Regions from separate parts of the Sus scrofa genome. Here all the other regions are linked to region 2. Evidence: chromatin contacts called from public Hi-C and HiChIP or PLAC-seq data. All regions are on one chromosome and are shown on one strand. Each heading gives the region's core, a stretch centred on a gene start, on an enhancer-like site or on the middle of the called end of the contact. The rest is flanking DNA. Distances are from core to core; before and after follow the strand shown.

Evidence for each region. Hi-C and Micro-C count contacts between places; a contact is called where the count stands out from the background. HiChIP or PLAC-seq counts read pairs in DNA pulled down with a chosen protein or histone mark.
Region 1: a Hi-C map of fetal liver shows a contact between it and region 2, with 1.7 times the contacts expected there. The contact joins the promoter of ABCG4 here to the promoter of CCDC84 in region 2. A contact is called at or near these places in 1 of 47 Hi-C or Micro-C datasets (fetal liver) and 1 of 2 datasets of contacts at active chromatin or transcription factors (alveolar macrophages).
Region 3: a contact with region 2 is called in a Hi-C map of embryonic fibroblasts, with 4 times the contacts expected there. The contact joins the promoter of CCDC153 here to the promoter of CCDC84 in region 2. A contact is called at or near these places in 1 of 5 promoter capture datasets (fetal liver), 6 of 47 Hi-C or Micro-C datasets (embryonic fibroblasts, heart right ventricle, liver and 1 more) and 2 of 2 datasets of contacts at active chromatin or transcription factors (alveolar macrophages and skeletal muscle).
Region 4: a contact with region 2 is called in an H3K27ac HiChIP or PLAC-seq map of alveolar macrophages. The contact joins the promoter of DDX6 here to the promoter of CCDC84 in region 2. A contact is called at or near these places in 1 of 5 promoter capture datasets (fetal skeletal muscle), 1 of 47 Hi-C or Micro-C datasets (liver) and 2 of 2 datasets of contacts at active chromatin or transcription factors (alveolar macrophages and skeletal muscle).

Annotation. Positions count from the first base shown.
Region 1 is chr9:46,361,070-46,366,257 of Sscrofa11.1, forward strand. ABCG4 (ATP-binding cassette sub-family G member 4) reads left to right here and starts at 3,477. Exons shown (of 15, transcript XM_013979467.2): 1 at 3,477-4,115; 2 at 4,833-5,097. The coding sequence starts at 4,860.
Region 2 is chr9:46,227,200-46,232,330 of Sscrofa11.1, forward strand. It overlaps CCDC84 (coiled-coil domain containing 84), which reads left to right and starts at 3,211. Exons shown (of 11, transcript NM_001244396.1): 1 at 3,211-3,368; 2 at 3,501-3,664; 3 at 4,088-4,186. The coding sequence starts at 3,249. It also overlaps the pseudogene LOC110255442.
Region 3 is chr9:46,410,800-46,415,499 of Sscrofa11.1, forward strand. It overlaps CCDC153 (coiled-coil domain-containing protein 153), which reads right to left and starts at 1,637. Exons shown (of 7, transcript XM_021062967.1): 1 at 908-1,637; 2 at 546-627. The coding sequence starts at 910.
Region 4 is chr9:46,061,918-46,066,535 of Sscrofa11.1, forward strand. DDX6 (probable ATP-dependent RNA helicase DDX6) reads right to left here and starts at 1,340. Exons shown (of 13, transcript XM_021062947.1): 1 at 1,227-1,340. It overlaps LOC106504894 (proline-rich receptor-like protein kinase PERK2), which reads left to right. Exons shown (of 2, transcript XM_013979478.1): 2 at 673-1,470. The coding sequence ends at 1,470.

The DNA.
Region 1 (5,188 bases), core at 2,227-4,726, 130 kb after region 2:
CAGACACTGCTTGGATCTGATGTTGCTGTGGCTGTGGCTGTTGCTGTGGCTGGCAGCTGTAGCTCCTTTTCGACCCCTAGTCTGGGAACTTCCCTATGCCACAGGTGTGGCCCTTAAGGAAAAAAAAAAAAAAAAGCAAAAAACAAAACAAAACAAAACAACCCCCCCCAAGAAAACCCACCCAAAACAAAAACAAAAACCACAACACAATGTCCAGCCTTGAATTCGGATCCCCAAACCTATCACATGAGTCGTGTGACCTCATGTTTATACATTCCTCAGATTCAGTTTCCTTATCCGAAACATCTGAAACACAGGAGGATAATACTTGCCTCAAATTTGTTTTAAGGACTGGGTAGACTGTTTAGTGAACAAATATCTATTGAGTGGGTTTTCTTTGTGCACAGGATCTGGGAATTAAGGGCCGAAAGAAACAGACGTAGCTTTTTCTTTGGAGAGCACATCTCTATGCTTGGTGCTTAGCACATAGTTGACATACAATAAATGTAGTTTCCCTTCCTTTCACAAGGAAATGAAATGACCTTGAACCATGGCAAATCTGACCTGGAGAGTAAGGGTGTATGATCTGTTCTTGAGAATAAAAATTCTTCATCTAGGAGTTCCTGTCGTGGTTCAGTGGAAACAATCTGACTAGGAACCATGAGGTTTCGGGTTCAATCCCTGGCCTTGCTCAGTGGGAAGGATCTGGCATTGCTGTGAGGTGTGGTGTAGGTCGCAGACCTGGCTCGGATCCCGGGTTGCTGTGGCTGTGGTGTAGGCAGGCAGCTGCAACTCTGTTTCAGCTCCTAGCCTGGGAACCTCCATATGCCGTGGATATGGCCCTAAAAAGACAAAAAATAAATAAAGTAAAATAAAAAAATAAAAGGACTCTTTAAACAACAACAACAACAACAACAAAACCAAATAACCTTCTGACTCCAAATTCAGGACATGGAAGATATATTCACGAGTTGGGGAGAGGGAGTTCCCATGGTGGCCCAGTGGTAAAGAACCCCACTAGTGTCCATGTGGATGCAGGCTCAATCCCTGGCCTTGCTCAGTGGGTTAAGAATCCTGTGTTGCCCTGAGCTATGGTATAGGCTGGTGACTACAGCTCAGATTCAACCCCTAGCCTGGGAACTTCCATATGCAGTGGGTGCGACCTTAAAAACACCAAAAAAAAAAAAAAAAGAACGAAAGAAAAAGGAAGGGGGAGAGGGTAGCCTAGAGAGTGGGGAGGCTCATTCTAAAGAAGAGAGAGGCCTTTAGTGAGTGCATGGCAGAACCCTTAATCCAGGGAATGGAAGGTTCATCTGGGGCAGTGGCTGCCCTTTACCTACTCAGTGGGATCGATTGGGAAGCTTTTAAAAATGCTAATGCCAGGATGCCACCTTAGAGATCAGAATGAACTGTTCAGAGTATTATCTAAACAGCTCTTGAAAGTCCCAAGTGATGTCAACTTTCAGTCAAGGCTCAGGACCACTGCTCTGTGGCAGGGGAGTGAATCCCACAGGGTGGAAAACTGATAGAAGGCTTGGAAATGTTGGCCTCTGCAGGTAGGAAAGGCTGTCCTGAGGAATGGGGACAGGGTCTTCCTAAGGAAGGGCAGAACATTTTCCTGAGACCTGGGAAGTCATATGCCAGGGAATGGAGGGGAGTGTCACTCGACTCTGACGAGCCTGTCTAGAAAATGAAGGGAGACAGTCTGTTTGAGAATAGGGTTCCCAGAGGCCTTATAGCAGAGCGGGTAAAGGCCAGGACTTTAGGGTTCAAGCCCTGTTCTTCTCCCAACTGAGCATGTCCTCTGGGGTACATTACTTAGCCTACCTATGCCTCAGTTTCTTTATTTCTTTTTTTCTTTTTAGGCCTGCACCTGCAGCACATAGAAGTTCCCAGGCTAGGGGTCAGATCGGAGCTGCAGCTGCCAGCCTATGCCACAGCCACAGCAATGTGGGATCCGAGCCGAATCTGTAACCTACACCACAGCTTACGGCAATGCTGGATCCTTAACCCACTAAGGGAGGCCAGGGATCAAACCCACATCCTCATGGATACTAGCTGAGTTCTTTTTTTTTTTTAGAGACTTTATTTTTTGTTTGTTTGTTTGTTTTTGTTTTGTTTTGTTTTTTGCTTTATCTAGGGCTGCTCCCACGGCATGTGGAGGTTCCCAGGCTAGGGGTCGAATCGGAGCTGTAGACACCGGCCTACACCAGAGCCACAGCAACGCGGGATCCGGGCCGTGTCTGCAACCTACACCACAGCTTGCGGCAATGCCCACTGATCAAGGCCAGGGATTGAACCCGCAACCTCATGGTTCCTAGTTGGATTCATTAACCACTGAGCCACGATGGGAACTCCGAACTCCTCTTTATTTCTAAAGAGATGTTGAAATACCCTCCTCATAGGGATAGTGTGAGCATTAAATGAGATAATGCAACTCTTGGGGCGGGAAGTCCACAGCAGAGCACTGGAGGTTGGTGCTCTGGAGCATGGGGTCGAGGGTGGGGGAAGGTAGAGAGAATTGGACCTAACATCTGTATAAAGGAGTTCCTGTCATGGCGCATCAGAAACGAATCCCACTAGGAACCATGAGGTTGTGGGTTCTATCCCTGGCCTCGCTCAGTGGGTTAAGGATCTGGCGTTGCCATGAGCTATACTGTAAGCCAGTAGCTGTAGCTCTGATTTGACACCTAGCCTGGGAACCTCCATATGCCGCGAGTGTGGCCCTAAAAAGCAAAAAAAAAAAAAAAAAAAAAAAACCAAAACAAAACCAGTGTGAAATTCTGCCACAGGATGGGGCCTGGAAATGTCCTGCAGGGGCCGCCAGCCTCCAGGCTGCGGAGAGGCTGGTGGGGCAGGGGGAGGGGAACCAGGAGGGGAGAGGTTTGACTGCTAGTAACCTCTCATCTGCTGCAGTAAGAAGAAGCCTCAGCGGTGGCAGCATCACCAGCAGCGTCCCCTCCCATCGTCTCTGCTGTGTGACAGGTGGGAACTTAAAAGCTCAGGTCACATGTCTCAGTCAGCTAACCTACTTACCCCTTGAAGACTGGGGCCAGGGCAGGCAGGGGCCAAGAGGAATTGCCTGAGAAAGGAGCAGAGCAGGAGAAAGCCTCAAGAGTGCTCTGGGGATCTACATTTGAAGGCTTGTGGGATGAGGGAGAGAAGGCACGCATGTCAGTGTTCTGGGAGCCCTGTGTGTAGGCCTTGGCACACAGGTGCCTCCAGCATCAGGCATTGCCTGTCTTAAGGGCCCGAATTTGCCCGGGAGAATAAAGATTTCCACCATCAGAGCAGGCTCAACTCTGGGTACCAGTTTAACCTTGGAGCTAGCTGCCTGCATGCTCCGCCAAAACGGCCACCTTCCGTCCCTTTTAAACTAGTCTCTCCCTGAGAGAGGGAATGGCTTGGGGGGAGGGCTGGGGGCGGGGTGCGGTTGTGGGCTGTGGGGGTGGTAGTATGGAGGAGGTTCCAAGACTTGCTTTCAAAGCCGTTTTATCTAGTTTGGGGATTCGAGGGCGGAGGTGTGTGTGCCTGAGCTCAAGGGCCAGAACTGAGGGAAATCGATGGGGGGGGGGGGCAGTGCAGACAGTCTGACAGCTTCGCAATCCCTTGAGAGTGATGGAATCTGTACCCCCTCCCCCATCACCATTGTATAGTCTATAATCCAGGAAGCCGTCCCCTCTGAGTGACTTCAGTTCTCCTTTCCTCACTGCCCCCAAGTCTGCCCTTCGCCACCAGTCCCCAGTCCTGGGTCCACAATTGCACCAGCTCCGGCACCCTGCGTCGCTGGCTCGGCTCTCCCCTTCGCCATCCTCGCTCCCAGCGGACTGAGGGGCGGCGCGGGCCCTTTAAGAACAGCGGGACCCGGGAGCAGCAGCGGAGCAGAGCGCAGTCGCCCGGCTGGTTCGGGAGGACACAGCGCTGAGGGGCTCAGGGAACCGGGTGTGCGCGGCCGAGCGGAGTAGGGGCGCACCGCAATCACCCCTTCCCAACCTAGTCATCTCTCCTCCGACTTGAGGCCCGGGCCCTCCCCTGTCGCCTGCCCCGCCCCGGCCCCGCCCCGGCCCGGCCGCCGGGACCGGGAGCCGGGACGCCGGTGCCGCAGCCTGAGGCAGGTAAGGAGGGCCCAAAGTCTCCATCCTTGGCCCGTGGCCGCGCTAAGCATCCCGGCTCCAAATCGGCCCGGGAGCGCGTCAAGGTGACCAGGCACGCGGGAGGTGAGAGGAAGTGAGCCCGCCTTGAGGGGCTTAATTGGCAGTGGGGGTTTTGAGTCCGGGTGGTGCGCCGATCTTTGGGGAGAGCCCAGGTCCCGCGGACCCAGGGGCGCCGGCGGGAGGGGCCGGCCGGGGCGTATCTCCTAGGGATGGGGAGGGGGACGCAGCGGGAGGCTCAGAGCCTGCTCTTCCACCGCCTTTGCCTGGTCCACCCTGCGCTCACCCTGCTACCCTGACCTCCCAGCAGGCAACCTCCGTCGGCCACCCCTTCTTTTTTCCCCTCCCCCATCTAGTCCCCAGGGGCTGCTGGCCTGCGGGGTAAGGAGATTAGAGCCTCGGTGGGGAGGAGGGAGCGGGCGAGGGCTTTGAGGGACCGGGCTGGGGCCAGGCTGGGGCTGGGGCTGCCCGGGACCGAGGAGAGGTGTGGACTGAACGTTGCTGCGCGGGAGTAGTGGTCGGCGGAGGGCAGGTGCTCCGGCGGTGGGCTGTAGGATGCTCCCAGTAGCCGATCTACCCCGAGGAGGCGGGGACTGGGGGCGAGGGCAGCATTAGAAAGCAAGGGCGCTTTGAGCCAGGGATCGAGGTCTGCCCGAAACTGAGCAGGCCCTCTTTCTGCAGGCCGGCGGCGGCGGCGGCGGCGGCGTGATGGCGGAGAAGGCGCTGGAGGCTGTGGGCTGTGGACTAGGACCTGGGGCTGTGGCCATGGCCGTGGCGCTGGAGGATGGGGCGGAGCCCCCAATGCTGACCACGCACCTCAAGAAGGTGGAGAACCACATCACCGAAGCCCAGCGCTTCTCCCACCTACCCAAGCGCTCAGCCGTGGACATTGAGTTCGTGGAGCTCTCCTATTCCGTGAGGGAGGGGCCCTGCTGGCGCAAACGGGGTAAGGGAGCAGCCTGGTGGAGAGCATTGGGCCCCCAGGAGCTGCCCCTTTGGGAGCCGGAGGCCTGGGTGTCCCCGTTCTGCAAATTCTG
Region 2 (5,131 bases), core at 1,961-4,460:
TTTTTTTATACAAAAAAGTACTTTTTACAATTGTTTTTTCTTTTAAGCTGCATCCCCCGGCATGTGAAAGTTCCCAGGCCTCAAACCAGTACCACGGCAGAAACCTGAGCTACAGCAGTGACAACACCAGGTCCTTCACCCTCTGAAACACAGAGGAACTCCACTTTTTACAATTTTTTTTTTCTTTTTAGGGCTGCACCCGCAGCACATGGAGGTTCCCAGGCTAGGGGTCGAATCGGAACTCCAGCTGATGGCCTACGCTACGGCCACAGCAACATCAGATCCAGCCACGTCTGTGACCTCCACCACAGCTCACGGCAACGCCAGATCCTTAACCCACTGAGCGAAGCCAGGGATCGAACCCTCAAGCTCATAGTTCCTAGTCGGATTTGTTTCCACTGTGCACAACAGTAACTCCACAATTTATTTATTTATTTATGTTTGTCTTTTAGGGCTCCATCCACAGCATATGGAAATTCCCAGGCTAGAGGTTGATTTGGAGTTGCAGCTGCCAGCCTACACCACAGCCATGGCAACTCAGGATCTGAGCCACATCTATGACCTACACCACAGTTCATGGCAACGCCAGATCCTTAACCCACTGAGTGAGGCCAGGGATCAAACCCATGTCCTCATGGATACTAGTTTGGTTCATTACCACTGAGCCACAACAGGAACTCAAATAAATAAAACTGTCCCTTTGCCTGTTTTGTAGCTTGACCCTATTAATTAGCAGACTGTTAGCTGCATGCTTCCCAGGCTTCTTCCTAGTTGTGGGCATGCTGACCACTTAATTTTAATTAAGTTAACATCTTGATGATTTTAACAATTTGACGAACATGTGTAGAACTTTTCTGCTAGTTTGAACAAGTCAGGTATGACCAAGACACATCTCTGCACTTCAGGAGATTCTTAACTACTGGGCTTTCCACTGGCTGCTAAACAAAAAGCAATAGGATGAGCAAAGGACCTTGGAATTGAAAATAAACTCTGCAGTATCCACTCTAGACATCTTCACAAAAGGGATGACATTTCATTCATTCAATCATGAATTGATCTAAGAGCTTATAAATAGATTGAAAGCTTACCACATTCCAGACAAAGTCACCAGCCGTATGGAAATTTCATTCTAGTTCATCTTTCAGAGCCCTATATAATAGAAAGAATTTATCAGGCAGAGGGAACCAAAGGCTAGAGATGCTAAAGTACACAGGAGCAAAAGGACTGCAGGACTATTGCCTGGAGGAGAGTGTGGAGGAGGGAGGGGGAAGGGGGAACAAGTGGGAGACAAGACTGAAAAGGAGGTTAGGAAACCTAGTGTTAAAAAATCATGCTGCAAAATTTAGATATTTCCTGAAGGCTGTTTAGAGACATTAAATTAATCAGGAAAGTCACTTTAGAGACTTTAAGACCAGAGTCTGAGTATCCATGAGGACGCAGGTTTGATCCCTGGCCTTGCTCAGTGGGTTGGTGATCCAGTGTTGCTGTGACCTGCAGTGTAGGTCACAGATGTGGCTTAGCTCCCAAGTTGCTGTGGCTGTGGTGTAGGCCAGCAGCTGCAGTTCCAAATCAACCCCTAGCCTGGGAACCTCCATATGCCACTGGTACAGCCCTAAAAAAAAAACAAAAAACAAAAAAAACCAACCAACCAACCAAACAAACAAACAAAAACGGAAAATGGATCACATATGGTAGAGGCCTGAGTGTAAAGGGAAGCTTCAACAGGAAGTCAAGACCTGAAGGGGAGTCTGACTACTTTCTGGGTCTGAATTATGTAGTTGACTGTATACACCCACAGACATTGTAACCCATCCAGGTTAATGCACCAGCACCAGCAACAAATCTTTTTTTTTTTTTTGGCAGCCAAAAAAAAGGCATAAGATCCTAGGCCAGAGATTGAACCTGCACCACAGCAGTGACTCCAGCCACAGCAGTGACAACACTAGATCCTTAATCCACTGAGCCACCAGAGAACTCCACCGTTAACAAATCTAAGGAAAGCTAGGGACACCATACCAGCTTTATTTGCTCATCTTTCAAGTAAGGTCTGGGCTAGGACCCAGTCTTTTTTTTGGAGGGAGCTCTAGGGTAGAGATGATAGTCTGGGGATTTTAGCCCTGTGAAGGAGCAATTTACCTTAGGTCTGAAAGGAGATAGGAAGGCAGTTGACTCTGGGAGAAGTGGCTTATGAAGAATTAGTAAAATTCCTCTAGATTAGCAGGTTTACCGTTTTTTGTTTTTTGGGTTCCTTTTACTGCACCCTGGGCAGGCGGAAGTTCCCAGGTCAAGGATTGAAGCTGCACCACAGTAGAGACCAGAACTCTGGGTCCTTAACTTGCTGTGCTATAAGGAAACTCCGAGCATGTTTACAGATTAAAAATGTCTTCTCTTAGCAATGATTCTGCAACCTTTTTGGCTTTGCCATTACATCTTTACAGGAGCAATGCTCAGAACACCCCATGGTGGTATGAGTGTGATTAGGTCTCAGATTAGGCCTTCAGTTTGTGTTCCCAACAGCCAGCTGGTACTGCCTCTGCCACTTTACACCTGTGCAACCTTCCATAGAATTACTTCCTCCTTCACGCCTCAGTTTCCTGCTTGCAAAATGCCAGTAAGGATAGTCATCCCATTGGGTTATTCTGAGGATTACATGAGGTAGTTTTTTGGGGGGGTTTGCAATTTTTTTGCTTTAGCATATGGAAGTTCCCAGGCTAGGGGGTCCAATCAGAGCTGTAGCTGTTAGCCTACAGGATCCGAGCCGTGTCTGCCACCTACATCACACCTCACGCCAACCGGATCCTTAACCCGTTGAGCAAGGCCAGGGATGGAACCCGCGTCCTCATGGATCCTAGTCAGGTTCATTACCCGCTGAGCCACGAAGGGTCCTCCTACGTGAGGTAGTTAACAAAAGCTTTGGACACACACTGAGCACCCTATTAAACACTAGTTATGATTGTTACATTGTCTGTATTGGTCCTTGTCTGTGTCCCAACCTGCGCGCTCTTTCCCCGCATCTGCACAAGCGAAATCGACCACCTCATCCGAACACACAGCACTAGGTGACTAGACGACTGGCTGGGTTTGCGCGCCGTGAGGCAGCCAGGAGAAAACCCGCGCAGCCGCAGAAGGGCTTGCAGTGGCGCCTGCCCTCCACTGGGGGCAGATGGGTTCGCCCCGCCCCCTAGAGGTCAGAGGTCACCGGACGGCAAAGGAGCAGCTCCGCATCGCGGATCCCGAGTCCCGCGCCGATGGCGCCGGCGCAGCGCTGCCCTCTTTGCCGCCAGACTTTCTTCTGCGGTCGCGGGCACGTCTACAGCCGCAAGCACCAGCGGCAGCTGAAGGTGGCTTTGGAGCGGCTCTTGCCGCAGGTGCGGACAGGAGGCCGGAGGGGACCATGGAAGCCCGGGGGCGGGGATGCGAGCGAGCAGGGAGGGCCGGAGGGCTTGGGATCTGAAAGTCCCGCCGGGGTTCCACTTAGCCTCTCCCCCTTTCTGCCACAGGTAGAGGCTGCCCGCAAGGCGATCCGCGCCGCTCAGGTGGAGCGTTACGTGCCCGAGCACGAGCGCAGCTGCTGGTGCCTGTGCTGCAGTTGTGAGGTGCGGAAACACCTGAGCCACGGAAACCTGACCGTGCTGCACGGGGGGCTCCTGGAGCATCTGGCCAGGTGAGCGCCGTGTCAGGAGCCGCATAACAAAATCGAGCACACTTGTGGAAGGGAGGGTTTGGGGTGGGTGAGAGGAAGAACGCTTTTGTGATTTGATCAGGGTAGATAATTGAATCCTCTTATAGGCATCAAGGGTAGCAAGTTTATGGCTGCCATGGTCCCAGTGGTGTTGGAGGTCTAGCTCGAAAGCCAGCTGAGCAGCTGCCTCAGACAAGGTTGCTGCCCATCACTTCCTCTCAGATTCTTCCATTTTTATTGGGAGGAGACTGGAGATGCTGGAAGAGACTACTAACAGCATACATCTCTCAGCCTTGCCCAGAGGCAGAAACCCAGACGTCAATTTGCATTATTTATTTAATGCCTATATATCTGAGTAATATTCTTTAATCTCTCATTGAGATTACTTATCCTCTCCAACCTCAGCCCAGAGCACAAGAAAGCAACCAACAAATTCTGGTGGGAGAACAAGGCTGAGTTCCAGATGAAAGAGAAGTTTCTGATCTCCCCCCAGGATTATGCACGGTAAGTCCCTGGTTATGAATGATTAAGTGGCAGAGTGTGGATTTTCTGGGTCTGTGTTAGGTACTGGAGCTTCGTCTATTCATTAGAAGTATGGTGGACCTCATTAGTATCCATTTTCTTCGTAGCACTCATTCTAGGCACTATTTTGGACACAAAAAAACTATGACAGAGTCCTTGAAAGGTTTATAATCTAGTTAGGGCATGGGATTTAGTGTATTGAGCCAATAGAGAACAGCATGTAATGAAAGTTGGCAGTAAGCAATTACTTAATGTGTGACAGAGAGACTACTAAGGTCCTTTAGGAACAGAAGAGGCTATTTTCTTCCTTTTTTCCATTCTCCTTTATTCTAAAAACACCTAGTTTGTTGCAACCTCATAGATCAAAAAATAAAGTCAGAAAAGGGTGTGGGGAAGATCTTTGTAATGTGCAGGGGTTGGGAAAGGAGAAACGGTTGGTAACCCGTCCTCTCCTTGCACACGCAGCCCTGGCTAGGCAGTAGGGGATCTGAGAAGGAAATAGGCAAAGATCTAGGGTTGCTGAGGGTTGGAGGCGGCCCCTAAACACAGAGCTTACCCCAAAAGCCCCTTCAGTGCATGACAGGGAAGATGAGATTCAGAGATGGAAGCAGCAAACAGAAAAATCAAGTTAGCAGTTACACAGGAGAAGTGGAGTCATTATGGTAAGGAGCTTAAAGAAGGAAAAACTAGGTAAAGGGGCAATGAGAAGTTCTCCTTGAGACAACCCCCACCCCACCCCACCCCCGCAAGGGGGAAAGAGAGGTAGGAGCCAGTTTGCCTGTTAACTTAATATTAAATTGGGAGTGGGAGTTAACAAGGAAAGTTATTTCAGGGGATGATTTCTCACCCTGTACAAGAGAAGCTGAGGGGCCAGGCCCGGCCCCTCACTAGTCAGCATGGTGGTGGGATTATGGGGAGGGGGAGTCC
Region 3 (4,700 bases), core at 387-2,886, 180 kb after region 2:
CTCTGGAGTTCCTGTCATGGCTCAGTGGAACTGAACCCAATTAGTATCCATGAGGACGTGGGTTACGTCTCTGGACCCACCTAGTGGGTTAAGGATCTGACTTTGCTGAGAGCTGTGGTGTAGGTTGCAGATGCAGCTCAGATCTGTGTTGCTGTGACTGTGTATAGACCAGCAGCTGTAGCTCCAATTAAACCCCTAGCATGTAAACTTCCATATGCCCCAGGTGCACCACCCCCACCCCCAAAAGGGATCTCTGATGGCAGAATCTCATGAGTTCAGTGCCCAGCACATAGTAGGTTCTCAAAAGATGTGTAATGAACATACAAGGAAGGCAGAGAGCCAGAAGCAGCTCAGGGGAGGCATGAGTGCTGATTTCCCCACATTCACAGCTTCATGGAACCGAAATGTGAGGCTATGCAGGGGAAGGTCAAGGCAGCTCTGTCTTGTCCTGCAGAGGCTGAATTCTCTCTGAGGGACCTCTGCTTGGTCTCTGAGACAGAACATGGAGAAGCAGGGGGCACCCATCTCCACACAATCTGACTCACCAGCACCTGCATTCTTTTTCTTCTTTTGTGCTCCAGCTTTTGTCCCTTTTTCTTTGGTCTTACGTGGCATCTCCTTGCTGTCCTGGGGGAAGGAAGGAACTTACATTTAGGTCTGGACATGAAGTTGCTCTCCTGACCCCCCCGACTGAACCAGGAGTCCCAGAGGCAACTCCAAATCTGTCTTTTATACTTTACAGAATCTTTTGTTCTTGGTCTCCTCGGAAATTTAGACGAAGCTAGGGCCAGTGGTAAGGATGGAGCTGTTTCCCTTTACCATTCAGGCTCTTAGTACAGAAATCATTCCGCTCAATTATCTTTCAGAGAAAATAAATCTTATTACCTGGTCCCTTCCCTCTTCTCACCATCCTTACCCTGCCTCTTCCTTCCTGCAAGATCCTCTCTTGCCTCTGTTGTGTCTCCCTGTGGTGCAACCACTCATGAGGAGAGGCAGAGGGAAGGCCCAACCAGCTAGGAGCCTGAGAAGGAGACTGGGTACTGGGAGCCAATCCAGAGTGGCAAATTTCCTTCAAGGGCGGGGCTGAGAACCAGAGGGTTGGGTTTCTGGAGGCTACATGTTGTCCAGGCAACTGGGAAACATGAGGTTCATAGGAAGGTGGAATGGGATATATACAAAGCTTAAAATACCAAGGTCTCAAAGGGTCAATTCTCTTCTTTCCCCCAAATCCTAAGTGTAGTTTGAAGAGAAAGGGCTTTGGAGCTGACTAGCTATAATTCACTTCCATGTAGCACTGCCTGCAATTTGAAGACTCACAAATTACAGATTTACACGTCTGAAATGGCACTTCCCTGCCGATTCAGAGGAAAAGGACTGATGGTAGCCATTTTGGTCAACTTACACCCCAGGTGTAATCAACTAAATGATATTTTTAGGCTTAAAACTGAAGATCCCCTTCAGCAAGTCATTCTGTGGTATATGAGGGAAAAACAAGCAGGAGAAGGTGGTCCAGAGAGTTTCCCATTTCAGAGAAATGAGACGCAGAGAAGAGGCAAATTCAGGACCTCAGGATGCTGACACAGAGATGCTGGTGGAGAAGGAAGGGCACTGATTAGAGGCAATTGCTGTGAGTTCTTATCCCTTCTCCGGATACGTAAACTTGGGCAAGTCTTTTGATCTTGCTTGGCTTCAGTTTCCTAGTCTTTAAATCCTTGATTTGGGGAGTTCCCGTCGTGGGTCAGTGGTGATGAACCTGGCTAGGATCCATGAGGATGCTGGTTCAATCCCTGACCCCGCTCAGTGAGTTAAGGATCCGGCATTGCCGTGAGCTGTGGTATAGGTCACAGACACGGCTCAGATCCAGCGTTGGTGTGGCTGTGGTGTAGGCCAGCATCTGCAGGTCTGCTTTAACCCCTAGCCTGGGAACTTCCATATGCCAGGCGTGCGGCCCTAAAAAGCCAAAACATAAACCAAAACCCCAATAAAAATTTTTTTGATTTTATAAATCTTGAAAGGCTTGGGTTTTCACCAGGTATTTATAGGGCTATCTTTTTTCACGGTGACTTAATATACAGACTCTCTTCCCCTATTCCCTCATGTGGTTGATTTTCACACAGGTGCCGAGAAAATAGCTTGCTTGGCTCTGCGGTATTAAGTTGATTGGGGCTCCCTCTAGTGGACTTATTTGACCTTCTCCGGAGTCTCCTACATTTTTCTATTTAAATCAGTTAGTAAGCAATGTGGGGGTGCCTCCCCCACTTAGGGATAGTTCCTAGCCTCTTCCGGGAGTCATGAGTAGTTGGAAAAATCAGTCTGGGGAAGGGAGAATGGTGGGGGCTTTGCCCTTGTCAGGCAGCCCTCCCTTCACCCCACCCTCCTCCAGCCCTTGCTGCTGGGAGCTTTGTCATCCATCTGCCCCCTGGATCTCTGTTTACCACACTGGCTAGAATGAAAACAACAGAAATTTTAGGCCTTTCCCCCTTGTGGATTAAGGGAACTATAGACTCTTCTTCCTTCTTTCTTCTGTTTTTTCTTTTTAAGGGCCGCACTCTCGGCTTATGGAGGTTCCCAGGCTAGGGGTCGAATCAGAGCCATAGCAGCAGCCTATTCCGTAGCCACAGCAATACGAGATCCAAGTCGCATCTGCAACCTACACCACAGCTGGCTGCAATGCTGGATCCTTGACCTACTTAGTGATGCCAAGGATTGAACCCACAGCCTCATGGATACTAGTTGAGTTTCAAAGCCCCAAGCCATATTGGGAATACCCAGACTCTTTCTTTAGATATTTCTCCCTATTTCTGTCCCCCTCAACATTTTTGGCCAAATGCCTGTTGTCAGGAACCGATCTGAAGAAATAGCCATGAGGTTTGGGGGAAAGAAAAGTCCTTCTAGGGATCAGGTAGATTTAGGCAGAAGCTGATGCATGTTTATTTGTCTCCTCATGGCTGCAGGGTACTTCTCAGACTCTGTGGAGATTTTACAGAGTAAAGGAAAGAACTGGTCTTGTTCTTCTAGATGTGAATAGTTCCTGTACTTATTTGCAGATAACCTGCACATTTCCTAAATCTGGAAACAAGTTTTCTTCTAATTTCAAAGCATGTTTTCCATTTATCCCCACCCCCACCCCCAAGATCCCTCTCTCCCTGCCTAGGAATGCAGTAGAGATTGCTGTCCTGGTCCTTCTCATACGGAAGCCTATTTGGGGAATTTTCCAAGGGATAATTAGTGTCTCGGTATGCTGATGCACAGTGATATATTGAGGATAGAGATTACAGAATACAAACAACATCTCATGCCGCAGAAGAGCATTTACTTTTCAAATATGTTCAGTCAACCGACTTTCAGGTGCAGAATGAGGATGTGGTTTGGGGTGAAGATGAAATGGAATAAGAAGAGTGCTACATGTCACATGATGTGATACAAACTGAGCCAGCTCTAGAATAATCCAGGAATGAGAATGGCACTGTGAGCAACAATTCAATCTCTAGGACATTTTGAAAACAAGCCAAGTGAAAATTGTGAGAAAAAAGTCAATCTTTCCTTTTTTTCACCTATAAACCTCAGTTTAGAGGTAAAAATAGGAAAGATCATTTCAGCAGAACCCTGTCTTCCTTTGAAGAGGATCCTATCCAGGAGTTTTAAGGAGATACACAGGAGAGATTCTACTGCATTCCAATGTGAGAGATAAGTCATTGCATATGACTTATGGATAAGTCCATTGTGTATGGAAAGAAATATGGCTTACTGCAGCAGAAGCAAAGGACAAATTATATATTACATATTATTATAACTCTATTCTATACAAACCATACTGAACATAATATAAATGGTAAGACTTAAACTAAGCCAGAGATGTGGATGTGACCTGCAAGCTCATACACAGCTCCAAAGATTAATTTCTTGCCTATACTCCATTAAATCTAGGATTTGACTATGAGGGGAAAAAGTACCCTTGTGTATCTGCACTGTGCCAGCTACTGTGGAAGACCAGAGCCAATAAGATAGTATAGCATGGGAGTTCCCATTGTGGTGCAGGGGAAACAAATCCGACTAGCAACCATGAGGTTGCAAGTTTGATCCCTGGCCTCTCTTAGAGGGTTAAGGATCCAGTGTTGACGTGAACTGTGGTGTAGGTGGCAGCTGCAGCTTGGATCCTGTGTTGCTGTGGCTGTGGTGTAGGCCAGTAGCTGTAGCTCCCATTAGACCCCTGGTGTGGGAACCTCCATATGTCAGGGGTGCAGCCCTGAAAAGCAAAAAAAAAAAAAAAAAAAAAAAAAAAAAAGGATAGTATAGCATAAATTAATGTGGTAGGTGAGAAATAAATGGTTCTGGAAAGTTTGAGGGAAGGATTATTTCTATCTAGAGTGTCTGGTAAGGAGGACAATATTTGAGTTGACTATGAAGAATGGCTTGAGGAGTTCCGTCGTGGCACAGTGGGAACAAATCCAACTAGGAACCATGAGGTTGCAGGGTTGATCCCTGGCCTCACTCAGTGGGTTAAGGATCATGCCAAGAGCTGTTGTGTAGGTGGCAGGCGAGGCTGGGATCTGATGTTGCTGTGGCTGTGGTGTAGGCCAGCAGCTGTAGTTCTGATTGGACCCCTAGCCTGGGAACCTCCATTTGCCAAGGTGTGGCCCTAAAAAGCAAAATAAATAAATAAATAAAATTGAAAAAAGAATGGCTTGAACTTTAGTAGC
Region 4 (4,618 bases), core at 90-2,589, 170 kb before region 2:
TCCTACCCTTTCTCAATTTAGATTTGCAAGTTATATTTCTACATTTTCAAAAATACGAACGACACACAGACTAGTTGGGAGGAGCCCCTAGCGGAGTTAATTACAGCACTTTCCAGATCGTAGTTAGCAACTGACAGTTTCACACGCCAAACTGTACCGTCATCTCCAAAAAGACCTTTTGTTTGCAAATGCAGCGCAGTTTCTCTAAGCTTGGTGTGCAAGTTAGAGTGACTGTTCTATTTTGAAGGGATGAGGGGACTGTCGAAGAGAAAGGGGACTGGGCGATAAGGGAAAGAAACAAGCCAATGATTCGAGCTCCCTAATTGTAGGGAAATCATTTCTTGCTTCTATCTTCTCACCCCCACCCAAAAAAACCCACACACTTCAAGTCAGCTCTCTGGACCCATAAACACAAAAGGGCTGGAGCCCTGCAATCGTATCTGCGCAACAAGAGCAGGGAACCAGCTCCGCGGGTAGGGAACAATAGGGACTCCCCCAAAAAGGCCCCAAAGAGAAACCCTTAAGTCAGAAGGCCTGTTCTTTTCTCCAAGAATCCGGGGCTCCAAGATCACCGCCTTGTTATTGACCTACACGGCCTTACTCAGATCAAACAGCCGGTCCTCTTCCAAACCAAGCTCTCCCGACACCGCATATCCCTGCCGCCCCCTATAGGGCCGCCTTTTACCCAGTAACCTCCACCATCTCCCTAAGTCCTTGCTGCCTCCTACGGTCCCACCTTCCCTCATCTTCTACAAAACTCCTCTGCGAACTTCGCCCGCTCCTTCTCCAGACCCTGTCGCGCACCACATTGCTCCATCCTACTCCTCCCGGGCGCCCCCACCCCACACAGCTGCCGCCCGCCACCCGCCTTCCTCCCCAGGGCCCGGCCAGGCCTCAGGCCTCCACCTCAGACCCCCTTTCAGAGCTGCCGGGGGGCTACCCGCAGCCTCGGCGTCAACGCCGACCTCCACCCCCCCGCCTCACCCCACTTCCCGCGGCTCGAGCCCGAGTCCTACCACCGAGGCCACTCCCGCTCGGCACCCCCGGTCCTTTATTGTTGACTCGAAGCTCCCAAAATGGCGGCCGCTCCTTCCTCCTCGGAAACCTCCGCCCGCCCCCACCCGGCCCCTCGCTTCGGCCTCCTCCCGCCCCGCCCCCGCTCAGCTGCCAGGGCTGCACTGCCGACCAGCCAGCGCCTGCCCGCTCCCGGGGCCGTCCAGCCCTACCTCCGCCGCTGCCCGCGCTCAAGGCGCCGTCGAAGCCGCCGCCCGGACTGAGCTAACTCGGCTCCCCCGCTCCCTGCCCCCCTCCTCCCTGCGTTCTCCGCATGGCGGCCGCTGCGGCTCCTCCTCCGCGCAAGATGGCGAGACTCCGGCCGCCGCCGCAGCTGTGTCGGCCGCGGCGTCTCAGTCTGTCCTGCTTCGCGACAGGACAAATCCTGGCCAGGGAACCTACCCGAGGAGAAAATGAAGGCCTGTGCTTTCCTACGGATCCGGGACTCACGGGGCCCCGGTGGAGGGGAAGTCGGAAGGGAAATACGGCTCCCTTTCTGAAGGGAAAGGAGGGCTGCTCTTTCTACAGCTGAGGAGAAATGATAGGGGAATGGTCGCTGGGAAGGGTCCCCCTAGAGTGGAAATCGGGAGCGTGGGACCTGAGGAGGATCTGCTTTTTCCTGACCAAAGACCGGGTAGCGGCTCGGGGACGGGAGAGCTGACCTGACATCTCCCGCGGGCGAAGGAGGCTGCTGCAGGACCGAGGGGTCGCGTCCGAGCCCCTCCGGCCTCCATCCAGGAACACGCGGAACCAGTAGTCTGGAGGCGCCAGCGCGCGCCGGGGTTTGGGCACCGGAAGGGGGGCCAGCCGGGACCGGTGCAGCGGGGAGAACCCCGGGGAGCGCGCGGGGCTGGGGACAGGGGGCGCTGTGTCAGGGCAAGCGGGGGGTGGGGGAGACTGTAGAGGCGGATCTGGCGCGGGGGTGTTGGGATGCTGAGTAGCCAAGGTGCGACCACGGCCGGAACCCGGAGAGCGAGCCTCAGGAAAGAGAATGGGACACTGGGGCAGCGATCCTCCTCGCTCTGCTCCAAAGAGCAATTCTCAGAGAGGGAACCAGGGAGGCCTAGCCTCTCCCAAAGGAAAGAAACACTGAGTCAGTTATTATAGGAATAAGAGCTCTGCACATAAATGGGGAACCAGAAGACCGAAGGCGACTCCCTTTCCAGATTGACCCTCATCAGAAAGATAATTATGTATTTATACCCATAAATATTTTTCACATCTGAATGTCTCCGTTTATCCTTAACAAAAATAACAGGAATGGACTCTTGTTCCAGGTAAAACAAGAACTGGAAGCTAGAACGTTTAAGTTAGGTCCAGGGAAAATATAAACCTGGGTCTCACCCAGCTGAGAGACAATATACAGGGCAATGACCAAACCATGTGTTGACGACCCTCAACTTCTGCTTCCAGTAGCACGAGAGGCGAAACCACAGCCTCTGCAGTGACGGAAGGGGCAAAAAACTTCGTCGTTGACTGCCAGCTTCCCGAATTTTTGCCCCTGCTCCCAACTCGGGACCAATCAGAGAAAGCCAAATATATTCCCTCAAACCAATCACTTAAGATGCCCAGTTTCTAGTTAGCCCGCCTCCAGCTACCCCGTGTTAACAACCTCCAATCAGAGCATACCCTGAAGCTTTACCGCCGCCCCCTGCCCTTTTTTTTTAATTTAATTTTTTTTTTTTTTTTTTTTTTTTTTTTTAAACTGCCGGCCTCTAAGTCTACCAAACTAAGAGAAGGCGGCTGGCTCCCTTGTTACAGCAAGCTTTGAATGAATAGCCTGTTCTCATTGGTGGTCTTCGTTTATTTTATTTCCACACAGCCTAAGGAAAGGTGGTAGAGAAGTGTGAAAAAGCTGTTCTTGAGATTTTTTAATTCCCTTTAATTTGTTCATCTAAATTTGTAGTATGTGGTCTCCCACCCAGCTTTTAAAACATCCACTCATTTAAGGGAATAACTGGCATCTTGTGCCCATCCCGGAGAAAGAATGGCTAAGTGGTTCTTTAAGAAAATGTTGAAGTATGAGGCCTCACTGTCTTTCCAAGTAGCAGGAATGTGAAGGGGAGGAGAGCAAAAAGGGAGTGGGAGGGAGGAGAGCCTAGGGATTTAAAACAGGCCACAGCCCGCTCAGGTCTCTTTCCCTAGACCGCTCAGACCAGCCAAAGGAAAGGGATGTGTTCATAAATAAACTGTTACCTTCAAAGGGGGCCTGACTGAGGTCTTGACAAAAACCAAAAGTGAGGTGCCATTTCTTCTGCAGCCAAGAGCAGAATATGAAATAGCTGCCTATTCTCACCTAAAAATCTGCCAGGGTTAAAACCTTTCAAGAGTCTGCATAATATTGTTATAAGATTGTCAGATATCCCTCCAGTTTGTTTATGTCAGCCCTTTTCAGCTTTCCGATGAGAAATATAGATGATATAGAATTAAACTATTAACCCTTGGCCCTTTTCTTCTTGGTTCATAGATCCGGTGGTTGATAGATCCAATTCAACTATCTCAAGATCTTTTTTTCTCCCTAGTTCAAACAGATTAATAAGAACAGTAGAAAAATATGACACAGGTGAATTATTTGATAGTGCACGTAGTATCTTTATAAAATGTTTCTTTCAAGTATTGCATGAGGAGTTCCCGTCGTGGCTCAGTGGTTAGAGAACCCAACTAGTGTCCATGAGGACTCAGGTTCGATCCCTGGCCTCGCTCAGTGGGTTAGGGATCCGATGTTGTGACCTGTGGTGTAGGTCGCAGACGAGGCTCGGATCCCGAGTGGCTGTGGCTGTGGCTTAGGCCGGCAGCTACAGCTCCAATTGGACCCTTAGCCTGGGAACCTCCATATGTAGTGGGTGTAGCCCTAAAAAGACAAAAAAAAAAAAAAGCATTACGTAAATCTTTGACCACATTGAGTGTAATAGTTCAGGTGAACTGTGGTATATATGGTTTCTAGAGGGATAGGTTTCTATCCCCAGCGAAGTCACCTGATAATTGTATAATTGTTGTAAAATGTTTCCCAAAATGTATTGGTCATTTTTGGTCTATTTAGGGCCGCACCTACAGCATATGGAGGTTCCCAGGCTAAGGGTCTAATTGGAGCTATTGCTGCGGGCCTACACAAAAGCCACAGCAACGCCAGATGTGAGCCATGTCTTCGACCTAGACCACAGCTCATGGCAATGCTGGATCCTTAACCCACTGAGCGAGGCTAGGGATCGAACCCACAACCTCATGGTCCCTGGTCTGATTTGTTTCTCCTGCGCCATGATGGGAACTCCTGTATTGGTCATTGTCATTTTGTTTTTAGTCACTCTCAATTCTCCTGTCCTACTTTTTTTCAACTAGATGCTGTTAGCTAAAATGTTTGGCCTGGATTGTTGCTGCCTCCTAGAGATTCTGTCTATAGGAAAGATATCTTAAAAAAGATTCGTAAATGGAATTGAGATTTTCAGTAGCTCTGTTTAAAACACGCAGGACTCTGTGTGTGTGTGTGTGTGTGTGTGTGAATGAGGTTCGAATAAAAATACTATTTGGAATTTGATCACAATAATGGGTACTCCCCCAGCAAATACTG